Regions from separate parts of the Mus musculus genome. Here region 2 is linked to region 1. Evidence: chromatin contacts called from public Hi-C data. All regions are on one chromosome and are shown on one strand. Each heading gives the region's core, a stretch centred on a gene start, on an enhancer-like site or on the middle of the called end of the contact. The rest is flanking DNA. Distances are from core to core; before and after follow the strand shown. Region 1 overlaps Arnt (aryl hydrocarbon receptor nuclear translocator). Region 2 overlaps Prpf3 (pre-mRNA processing factor 3).

Evidence for each region. Hi-C and Micro-C count contacts between places; a contact is called where the count stands out from the background.
Region 2: a contact with region 1 is called in a Hi-C map of bone marrow-derived macrophages, with 21 read pairs. The contact joins two enhancer-like sites. A contact is called at or near these places in 7 of 484 Hi-C or Micro-C datasets (bone marrow-derived macrophages, cerebellum, cortical neurons and 3 more), 1 of 115 datasets of contacts at active chromatin or transcription factors (craniofacial prominence) and 3 of 9 other capture datasets (adipose tissue, liver and pancreatic islet).

The regions. Positions count from the first base shown.
Region 1 is chr3:95,456,472-95,461,324 of GRCm38.p6, forward strand. Arnt (aryl hydrocarbon receptor nuclear translocator) reads left to right here. Exons shown (of 22, transcript NM_001037737.2): 4 at 3,906-3,950. Among named protein-coding and RNA genes, the nearest start is that of Arnt, 25 kb to the left of the region's middle. Within about 2 kb of position 2,835, at least 24 of the 459 cell types and tissues checked have an H3K27ac peak or open chromatin away from gene starts, as enhancers often do. A contact at or near this core is called in bone marrow-derived macrophages, where this site is marked.
Region 2 is chr3:95,836,761-95,841,837 of GRCm38.p6, forward strand. Prpf3 (pre-mRNA processing factor 3) reads right to left here. Exons shown (of 16, transcript NM_001316751.2): 9 at 3,910-3,989. Among named protein-coding and RNA genes, the nearest start is that of Prpf3, 17 kb to the right of the region's middle. Within about 2 kb of position 2,976, at least 5 of the 459 cell types and tissues checked have an H3K27ac peak or open chromatin away from gene starts, as enhancers often do. A contact at or near this core is called in bone marrow-derived macrophages, where this site is marked.

The DNA.
Region 1 (4,853 bases), core at 1,585-4,084:
AATGGCAGCAGCTTAGTGAGTTCTACCTTAATCAAGTTACATAGGAAACAGTTTCAAAAAGATAAGACAGAAATGACAGCAGCTGTGCTCTTGATGCTGCACAGTGGTTAAAATAGGGCTACAGTGTAGCTCAGTGGTGAAGCGTGTGCTTAGCGTGTGCACGGCCTGGGCTTCATTCCCAGCACTACTCTGCGTGTGTGTACTAAGAAGGAAATTCTGAATTTTATTCATCCAGTTCAGTTAGTGTCCATGGATAGACAGCGATAGTAACTGTATAGGCATGCCTTTGTTGCTAGTGTAGGGGAAGAAAGACCTTCCTTTTCTTCTAAGCATTTTGATGACCAAGTTGATAAGACAAACTGACTGGAGGCAGGTAAACAGAAGAGGTAGATAGACTAATATGTGGTCTAAGAGTAGCCTAGCTGCCCAAAGGGAAAACAGTAAGTGTGCAGTCAGTGAAATTGGAGAATTTATATGGTCTCATAGGAATGGCAACATAGGCAACTCAGTAGAAGATTCACAGATACGATGAATGGGCATTTGAGTAATGGGTGATAGTTGTGGCACAGTTTGCCTTGATCTATAGTTGTCTCTTGACCTCCTGTCCTTTGGTTGAGTACTCTTTCCAGGTTGATAAATCTTCCTAGAGGGTATTTGTGGCTATAAGAGAACTTAATGAATGTGTGTGTGTGTCATTGTGTGTTTTAAACATTTTGCGTGTGTGTGTGTGTGTATCTTGACACATGTGCTACACATGTATGAAGGTCAGAGAAAACTTGGAGGAATAGGTATCCGCGCCCTCCCCCTTCACCGCCCCCCCCCCCTCCCATGTAGGTTCTGGGAACTCAGATCAGCAGGCTTGGCAGCAAATGTTTTATCTATTGAAACATCTCACCACTTACCTCCATTTTGTTTGACAGAATCCCACTTGGTAATCCAATCAAGCCTTGTATAGCCCAGGCTTTACACAAATGTACGGAGAGCCTCTTTTCTCAGAGGCTACTGTAGGCTCAAGCCACTACACCCTGCTTAGCACTTGTTTTTGTTTTGTTGTAAATAGGTCTGACTCTGTAGCTTTGGCTGGCCTGAAACTTCCAGAGGTCTGCCTGTCTCTGCCTTCTAATTCTGGGAATAAAGTTGTGACCCCTAACACAGTATTGTTTTTTCACATTCTTTCTAATCTGAATAATCAGTAGACTAGAGCATTGAGGTATTTTCTGACTCCTTTGAGTTAAAGTCTATCTCTTCATGTGCTGCGCCTCTTGTGGGGAGGACAGTAATCAGCTAGACAGATGAGAGCACTTCAATAGGACAGGGGTATTCACACTACTGCTGTGTAACTGAGGCCCATATTAGACTGAAGACCTCAAGACTTTGGGGGAGGACACATTTCATCTTTAGGCTGACGTGGTGAAAAGGAAGTGAAATGGGATGTTAGCTAGAGAGGCTTCCTAGAAAAGGAAAGGGAAGTACAAAGACCGGAAGCAAGACGGGAAGAATGTAGCTGCTGTTGGGAACACAGAGTCCTTGCTTGTAGGCCACAGTTAGGAGGGAAGTAGGAATCCCCAGAAGGCAGTAGCCAGGAGCTTTACCATCTTGGAGAACCTTTCTCAGAGGAAGAGTTAGGGAGTAGTCTTGTTTCAATTTAATGCTTTTGTTTGTTTGTTTTACACCAAACATAGATTACTTTCAAAGTTGGTAAAAGCAAATTTAAAAATGAAAGGGGGAAAAATGCCAAAAGACATGGAGAGGCATTTCTCCAAAGAAAAGATACAAATGGCCAAGAAGCATGTGAAAGGTTGACATTAGTAATCATTCAGAGATATTTAGGAGGTATACAAGTCAAAGATAACATTTATATCCAATCCAGAGACCACTATCAAAACCAAAACAAAATCGGAGCTAAGTCTGGAGACTGATACCCACCAGCCTCCCATGGGTAGAGGGAACCCAGGGCTGCACAGGGAGCTCCTGTCTCAAAAAGACACAAGTAACCCCCCAGAAAATAACAAAATTGCTAGAGAAGTGGAGGAATCGGAACAGTTATACACTGTGATATTGTAAAATGGTACAGTCACAATGGAAGAGAATATGGTGCCACTTTACAAGTTACAGCTCAGGGTCACTTGCCTCACAAGCTTAAAAGATTCGATTGCTCATACTAAAACTTTGTATATTAGCTTTTTTCTGAAGACTTTAGAAATTTTTATTTTTATATGTGTGTTTTGCCTACATATGTATCTTGCACAGTATGTGTGCCTGGTTCCTAGACCTGGAGTTACAGACAATTGTAAGCTGCCAGGTGGGTTCTGAGAACTGAACATGGGCTCTCTGCATGAACAACAAGTGCTTGTAATCATTGAGCTCTCTCTCTAGCCCCTAAATGAATTAGTTTTGAGCTAGGTATGATGGCACATACATATAATCCCAACACTTGAGGCTTATGTAAAAGGATCGCTGTGAATTCAAGTCTGAGCTGCTCTCAATAATTACACACAGAGACCTAACGCATAGAGTGCTTTTGAGGTGACTGATCTCGGAACCCACACTGTGAAAGGATAGAGTTGTTCTTGAAAGTTGTTCTCCACCTCCATATCTGCCCTGTGGCTGCAAACACAAGTTTGGTTTTGATGGCCTGAAACTTGCTGTCTAGACCATGCCGACCTCCAACTTGAACTGATCCTCTTTGAACTTGCATTCTGCATGCAGGGGTTCAGTTGTGCACAATTTATATTTTCATACATATATATAAGGCATTGTATACCCCACCCCTCACCCTGGGACATCCTCTTCTCGATAGTCCCCTTCCTTTTCCCAACTAGTTCCTCTTCTACTTTCGTGACCTTTTTTTTTTTTTCTTTTTCTTTTGGAGTGGGATGTTTCATTAGGGTTGCTTACCAGTAGTATGTGTGAGTGATTACACTTTCCTCGGGGCTACAACAATGAAGAAAAGCTCTCCCAGCAACTAACTGCTTATAGATCCTCAAGGGGGTTTGTGGCTTTGTGAACTCCTCCCCCCTTCTATGCTAGGATGTTGTGTAGTTTTTGTAGTCACAGCTGTTGTGAATTCAAGTATGCATTGCTCATGTCATTTCAGAAGGCAGTGTTCCACAACAGTCTGCCCTTTCTCTTAACTCAGAGTGTTAACTCTTATGCAATGGTCCCTGACCCTTGGAGGCTTTGGCTATCTCTTTCCCATCCCCCATTCCTTGTGGAGTGTTGCTGTGTTGCTCAGACCAGCCTCCTACACCTGGCTCAAATGTTCTTTTCTCTCAGCTGCCTAAGTAGGCCTAAAGAACTGCAGGCACATGCTACCACACCCAGCTTAAAGCAGGGTCAAAATATGGGTATTAGATGAATACCCATATTTATGATCCTGTTTTTCACAGAAGAATGAAAACATGAAAAATATACCCACACGCTGTTCTATTGGTTTTTTGATTTTTGTTTTTGTTTTTGTTTTTTTAAAGCTACAATTAAAAAACAAACAAACTGAGTCAGGCTTAGTGATTGACACCTGTAATAAGCAATTGGGAGGCAGAGGCAAAGGGTCTGTAAGTTGAGAGTGAATGCCAGACTAGCCAGTGCTACATAGCTGTCCCCATCTCAAAAAAACACCCCCCCCCCGGAAAAAAACCAAACAAAAACCCCAAATATATTCCCAACTTTAGAGAAATCACAAGACATTTCATGTTTTCATCATACCATCTTTCTGTGTGTGGTCACTGAGACATGATAGTCATCGGCTCTCAGTGTTCTCTCAGATGCTATTAGTGTCTGCTGCTTTGTGGTGCTGGTCCATTATCTTTCCCTGTTGAGTAGTTTTATTTATTTCTAGTTTTTATTTCAGAGCGGAGTAGATATAAGTACAAGGGTTTGAATTAATCCCTGCCCTTTCTTTTCAGATGCGATGATGACCAGATGTGTAATGACAAAGAGCGGTTTGCCAGGTAATGTACTAGAATTCTTGTCCTGGTTATGGGATCAAGCAGTCTAAATGTTGGATTTAAATTTTATCTAGGTGAGAGTGAATTTCTCTGGTTAGTCTCCTCCTCTTCTGAAGTTTGAAACAGCCTGGAATTTATGCATGCTCATTGACTTGAAGCTAGGTATATTTAACATAATGTTTCTCTCATGCATGCAAGTTTTAGTAATGTGTATATTGCATCTACAGGATCACAAACTGTAGACTTCTTGGGCATATTATATTTGTACAAATACAGAAGAATCTTTTATAGAAAATGGTTTATTCATTTAAATGAGTTTTTATTCTGGATACCAAACTTAAATTTGTTTAAGTAACTGTCAGAAGATTATGAAATATACTGATTTTACTTTTTTTTTCTCCTCCCACCCCTGATTTTACTTTTTATTAAAGAGTAATCATTCTCAACTCATATACTGGTTTTACTTTTAGAAAATTCTTGCTGTAAGTTACTCTTTTAAAAAGAGGGGAGGGTGTCATGGGGCTGGAGAGATGGCTCTATGGGTAAAAGTGCTTGTTGCTCTGACAGAGGACCTGAATTTGGTTTCTAGCATGCACAACCAGGGAGTCTGACATCCTCTTTTGGCTTCTGTTGACGTCTACATGTACATGATCATACATATATATAGATGTACACGTATACACATACATACATGCATGCATACATACATACATACATACATACATGCTTTATTTATTATCATTAAGTGTTCATGCTTACTTGGGGAGCCAAGATGTTGGGTTCCAAGTATAAGCCTGTGTCCCTGACCACTCTCCCCAGTATCTTCACCCCAGCTGAGTATCTCTGGAGAGAGACCCAGAAGGCACAAGTAGAAGGTTTGGGCATAAGGGTGAAGCTCAGCGGGAG
Region 2 (5,077 bases), core at 1,726-4,225, 380 kb after region 1:
TTTGTTTTGTTTTGTTTTGTTTTTTCAAGACAGGGTTTCTCTGTGTAGTCCTGGCTGTCCTGGAACTCACTCTGTAGACCAGGCTGGCCTCAAACTCAGAAATCCACCTGCCTCTGCCTCCCGAGTGCTGGGATTAAAGGCGTGCACCATCACGCCTGGCTATTTGTTATTTTTAAGTGGTGAGACTGATAGTATAATTTTTTTTACTAAGTGAAAGTATTATGGCTCATAAATGTTTTTTCTTTAAGAAGTTGTTCACTTTCAGCAAATGCAAACAGTAGCACTGGCTAAGAATCTGAGGAAGTAAAAGAATCCAGAACTCCACTTGGGTCCTACTTTCTATAATTTGCTGCTTCTATGGAATACAATTTGAAATTCCCTAACCTACATAACAATAAATTTTGCGTCGGCAATGCAGCTATGCTAACTACTGTACAACCTCTGCGCTCAATTTCAGTACTAGGAAATGGAGGAAACCCTCTGGAAGAAGCTGGCTGGAGATGGTGCAGTGGTTAAGAATACTTACTGCTAGCCGGGCGTGGTGGCGCACGCCTTTAATCCCAGCACTCGGGAGGCAGAGGCAGGCAGATTTCTGAGTTCGAGGCCAGCCTGGTCTACAGAGTGAGTTCCAGGACAGCCAGGGCTATACAGAGAAACCCTGTCTCAAAAAACAAAAAACAGAAACAAAAAACAAAAAAAAAAGTCTCTAAACTCTAGTTCCAGGAGATCTGGCTTTCAAAAGCACCTATATATGTATGTTTCTGGCATATACCCACATACACGCACATTGTCCAACTCCCCATAAACACCTACATAAAAATAAATTTATTGGGGCTGGAGAGATGGCTCAGTGGTTAAGAGTACCGACTGCTCTTCCCGAGTTCAAATCCCAGCAACCACATGGTGGCTCACAACCATAAGATCTGACTCCCTCTTCTGGAGTGTCTGAAGACAGCTACAGTGTACTTACATATAATAAATAAATAATTTAAAAATAAATAAAAAATAACTTTATTATTTAAAAAAGTACACACTGCTCTTGCTGAGGATCCAACTTTATAGTACCCACCTTGGGTGGCTGACAAGCAAGCCCCTGTAGCTCCAGCTTCTGATCACCAAGGGCATCTGTAGACACACACACACACACACACACACACACACACACACACACACACCCCAGACACATACAGATTCTTAGTAATAAACCTTTGCTGGAACCTCACTCTAATTCCACCAATGGGCTTGATAGTAAAATAAAACTTAAAAAAAAGAAATCCCTATACTTTTAAAGCATGTTTGTTTAAAAAAAAAAATCCTCATATTCCTCTGACAAATACTTATGGCAGCTACATAAAATCTGATTAAGTCTAGTTCCTATTTTTAATTTGTATTAGAGGCTGAATGTCCCTAATCTAAAAACCTAAGATCGCCAATACTACAAAATCCAAAATGATTCTTTGAATAGGACCTCATGTATCTCAGGCTGGCTGGAATTCAGTATTTGAATTCAGTAGATGAGGATGACCTTGCACTTCTAATATCCCAGTCTCCCTTCAACCCCCCCACACACCTCCCTCTCCCCCTCTCAAGATTTATTTATTATTATACATAAGTACACTGTAGCTGACTTCAGACACACCAGAAGAGGGCATCAGATCTCATTACGAGTGGTTGTGAGTCACCATGCTGGGATTTGAACTCAGGCCTTCAGGAGAGGAGTCAGTGCTCTTACCAATTGAGCCACTTAGCCATCCCCAATCCCCCCATCTCTTTTCGAGAGCTGACATTAAAAGTGTATGGCACCATACTTGGATTATGTAGGGCTGAGATCCAACCTAGGAGTTAATGCATGCTAGACAAGCATTCTACCAACTGAGTTATATTCCCAGTTTCAGAAACCCTGGAAGCCTTTTAAACTTGACTTGTTTTGTATGTGTGGTGTGCAGACACGCATGCATATCCACATGTATGTACCTGTGTGTATGTAGACCAGAGGCTAATTGGAGTCTTCCTTGACTGTTGTCCACTTTGTACACTGAGGCAGGATGCTTGTTCTAGGGATTGTCTGTCTCTCACATCTGTGTAGCAAGTGCTTTACCCAATGAGCCACCCCTATCTCTTGAAATTAAAACTTTTTGATGATTACATTTTCAAATTCCCACATGAGAAATGCTCAAATGCTATGAAAATGTCTAAAAGACTGAAAAAGCAGCATCTGAAAAACTTTTGTCCCAAGCATTTAAGACAAAGGATGTCCGACCGTTATTTCAAGGTCTCGATATATTCTTCTGTACTTACTGGAACTATGGCCAAGTGAATGTCACTATGGTACTATCTCAGTTCATCCTGAGGGAAAGTATTAAAATCCTTTAAGATCTATTTATCTCTCTTCTGTTTGTTTGTTTAAAACAGGTTTTATGCACCCCAAGTTGGCTTCAAACTTAGAAGTGATTTATCTACATCAACTTCCTGATACTAGGATTATAAGAGCATCATCATTATGCCCTGCCAGTAAGCATGTACCCTGTAAAGAAGGCATTCAGCTGTTCTATGGAAAAATTCTTCAAGTTCTAAGTGACTAACTGAAGGCACTCACCTACGGAAACCAGACCCACAACTACAACCTTTGCTGTCTTTATCTTAAAGTACATATGGTAATCAAGTAAGCAAAAATGTTCTCCTTTTGAGATAGATAAGAGTCTTCATTTGTATCCCATGCTTACATCGAATCACAATTCCCCACAATGCTGGGGTCACAGACCCAATCAGCTAAACCACCTATCTCTTTTAACCAAACTAACAGACTTAACTATAAAAAAAAAATCAATAAAATAAAAAAGGGGGAAAGAAGACTGAATAAAGTCAAAGATCACAAATGGGGCCAGCAACATGTGACTCACATACATACACATGGGGTGACCATTGCTAGAATTTTACTAAGAAATCCCAAGTGATTTGGGGAAGTGAAAGAATGCGCACATCTCCCATTTATCAGTGTCTCAGGCTAGAGACCTTTGCATTTCTAACAGACTCCTCACTCCACAACCCTTACCCTACCCAGACACAGGAACAAATAGGCTTATATTCCATAACAAGTAACCTAAATAATATAGTAGTGCCTATGTTGGGCACCCAAAGAGTTAGCTAGATTTTGTTGCTTTAATGCTAAGAATGCTAAAGGAAGCCAGGACATGAAAACAACCAAAACAGATGGGAGGAGGGGGACAAGGTGGGCACATCTCTAATCCCAGTACTCAGGAGGCAGAGGCAGGAGGATCTCTAAAAATTCCTGACAATCATGGTCTACATAGTGAGACCCATTCTCAAAATAAACAAATAATATACCAAAATAAATAAAAAGTTCAGCTTGTAATACCCACAAATTAATATCAATGTCTCTCAGTAGCCACTAGCCAGCTCTGCCATTTTACTTAACTAAAATTTAAAATACAAGGGGACTGCAAAGGTGGCCAGAGAACATTGGCTGCTCTTCCAGAGGACCAAGGTTCAATTCCCAGCACCCATATGGCAGCTCATAACTGTTTACAACTGCAGTTCTAGGGAATCCAACACATAGATAATACATGCAGGCAAAACACCAATGCAAATAAAAAATAAATCATTTAAAAAAAATCACGCCGGGTGTGGTGGCGCACGCCTTTAGTCCCAGCACTCGGGAGGCAGAGGCAGGCGGATTTCTGAGTTCGAGGCCAGCCTGGTCTACAAAGTGAGTTCCAGGACAGCCAGGGCTACACAGAGAAACCCTGTCTCGAAAAAACAAAAAAACAAAAACAAACAAACAAAAAAATCACCTGTGGCTATAGGTTGGAAAGCACAGACAGAAAGCTCATGCATTCTGTGGCTAATGCTGCGTGATCTAGAACCTTAGTTGGATAATCTGTACATTACCTGGAGGATTAAGCTGGGCTGGATGTTCAACAAGATTTGTGATTCCAAAATAATCTTCTCTCTTGGGATTTTCCTCTGTACTAAAATTGGAGGAAGAAGAGAAAACAAGATATGTGGGTAGAGATGATATAAAAAATAGCCTAGACAACAAACAACCAAACAGAATAGTTTAGAAACATAATGAAAAAATATCCATTTTCTATCTGTTCTACTATATTATGTACTACCTATATCATTTACTTAGGTTACACATAACTTTCCAAACAAGAAGTCTCATGAAACTTGCACATGTTGGGGCTGGTGAGATGACATGGTAGTTAAGAGCACTGGCTGTTCTTCCAGAGGATTCAGGTTCAATTTCCAGCAATCACATGGCAGCTCACAGCTGTCTCTAACTCCAGTTCTAGGAGACCCACCATCCTCATTCAGACATACATACAAACCACCAATGTTGCACATCTTTATACCAGTCATTCTCAATCTTAATCTCAGCTTCGATATCCCTGACAGGCAGCCTATTTTCTTTTTTTGATAAATTTTCATTTTATGTGCACTGGTGCTTTGCCTGCATGTATGTCTGTGTACAGGCGCCAGATCCCGCCTCACACAGATCCCCAGAACTGGAGTTAAAAACAATTGATAGCTGCCATGTGTGTGCTGGGAATTGAATTTAGGTCCTCTGGAAGAGCAGTCAGTGCTCTTAACCACTGAGCCATCTCTCCAGCTCCAAATATATTTTCTGATTAGCAACAATGAGTCACCAAGAAACAAGCTGACAAATAAATGGTTTGAAAAGTAAAAAAGGTTATGACACAGGCTGCTAAAGCCATTATCAGAATAAAGAAACAGATGCATAGTTCTCCAATAAAGCTTTTGTCATGTGTATATTGCGCATGTGTGTGCACATTTGAATGGAGGCCAAAAGAGCTGACACTGAGTGACTTGCTCAATCGTTCTCCACCTTATAGACTGGCTTGCCAGTAAACTGGAGGGATCCTCCTATCCCTGTCCTCCCTAGTACTGGGATTACAGGTCCAAACCATTATATAATTCCTGGTATGCTCACACCTGTTCCCTTTCCCTCTCCCCACCTCCTCCACACACACACACACACACACACACACAGGTTATTTTGTGTTCTGCATGCAATTATGTATGTGTACTATAT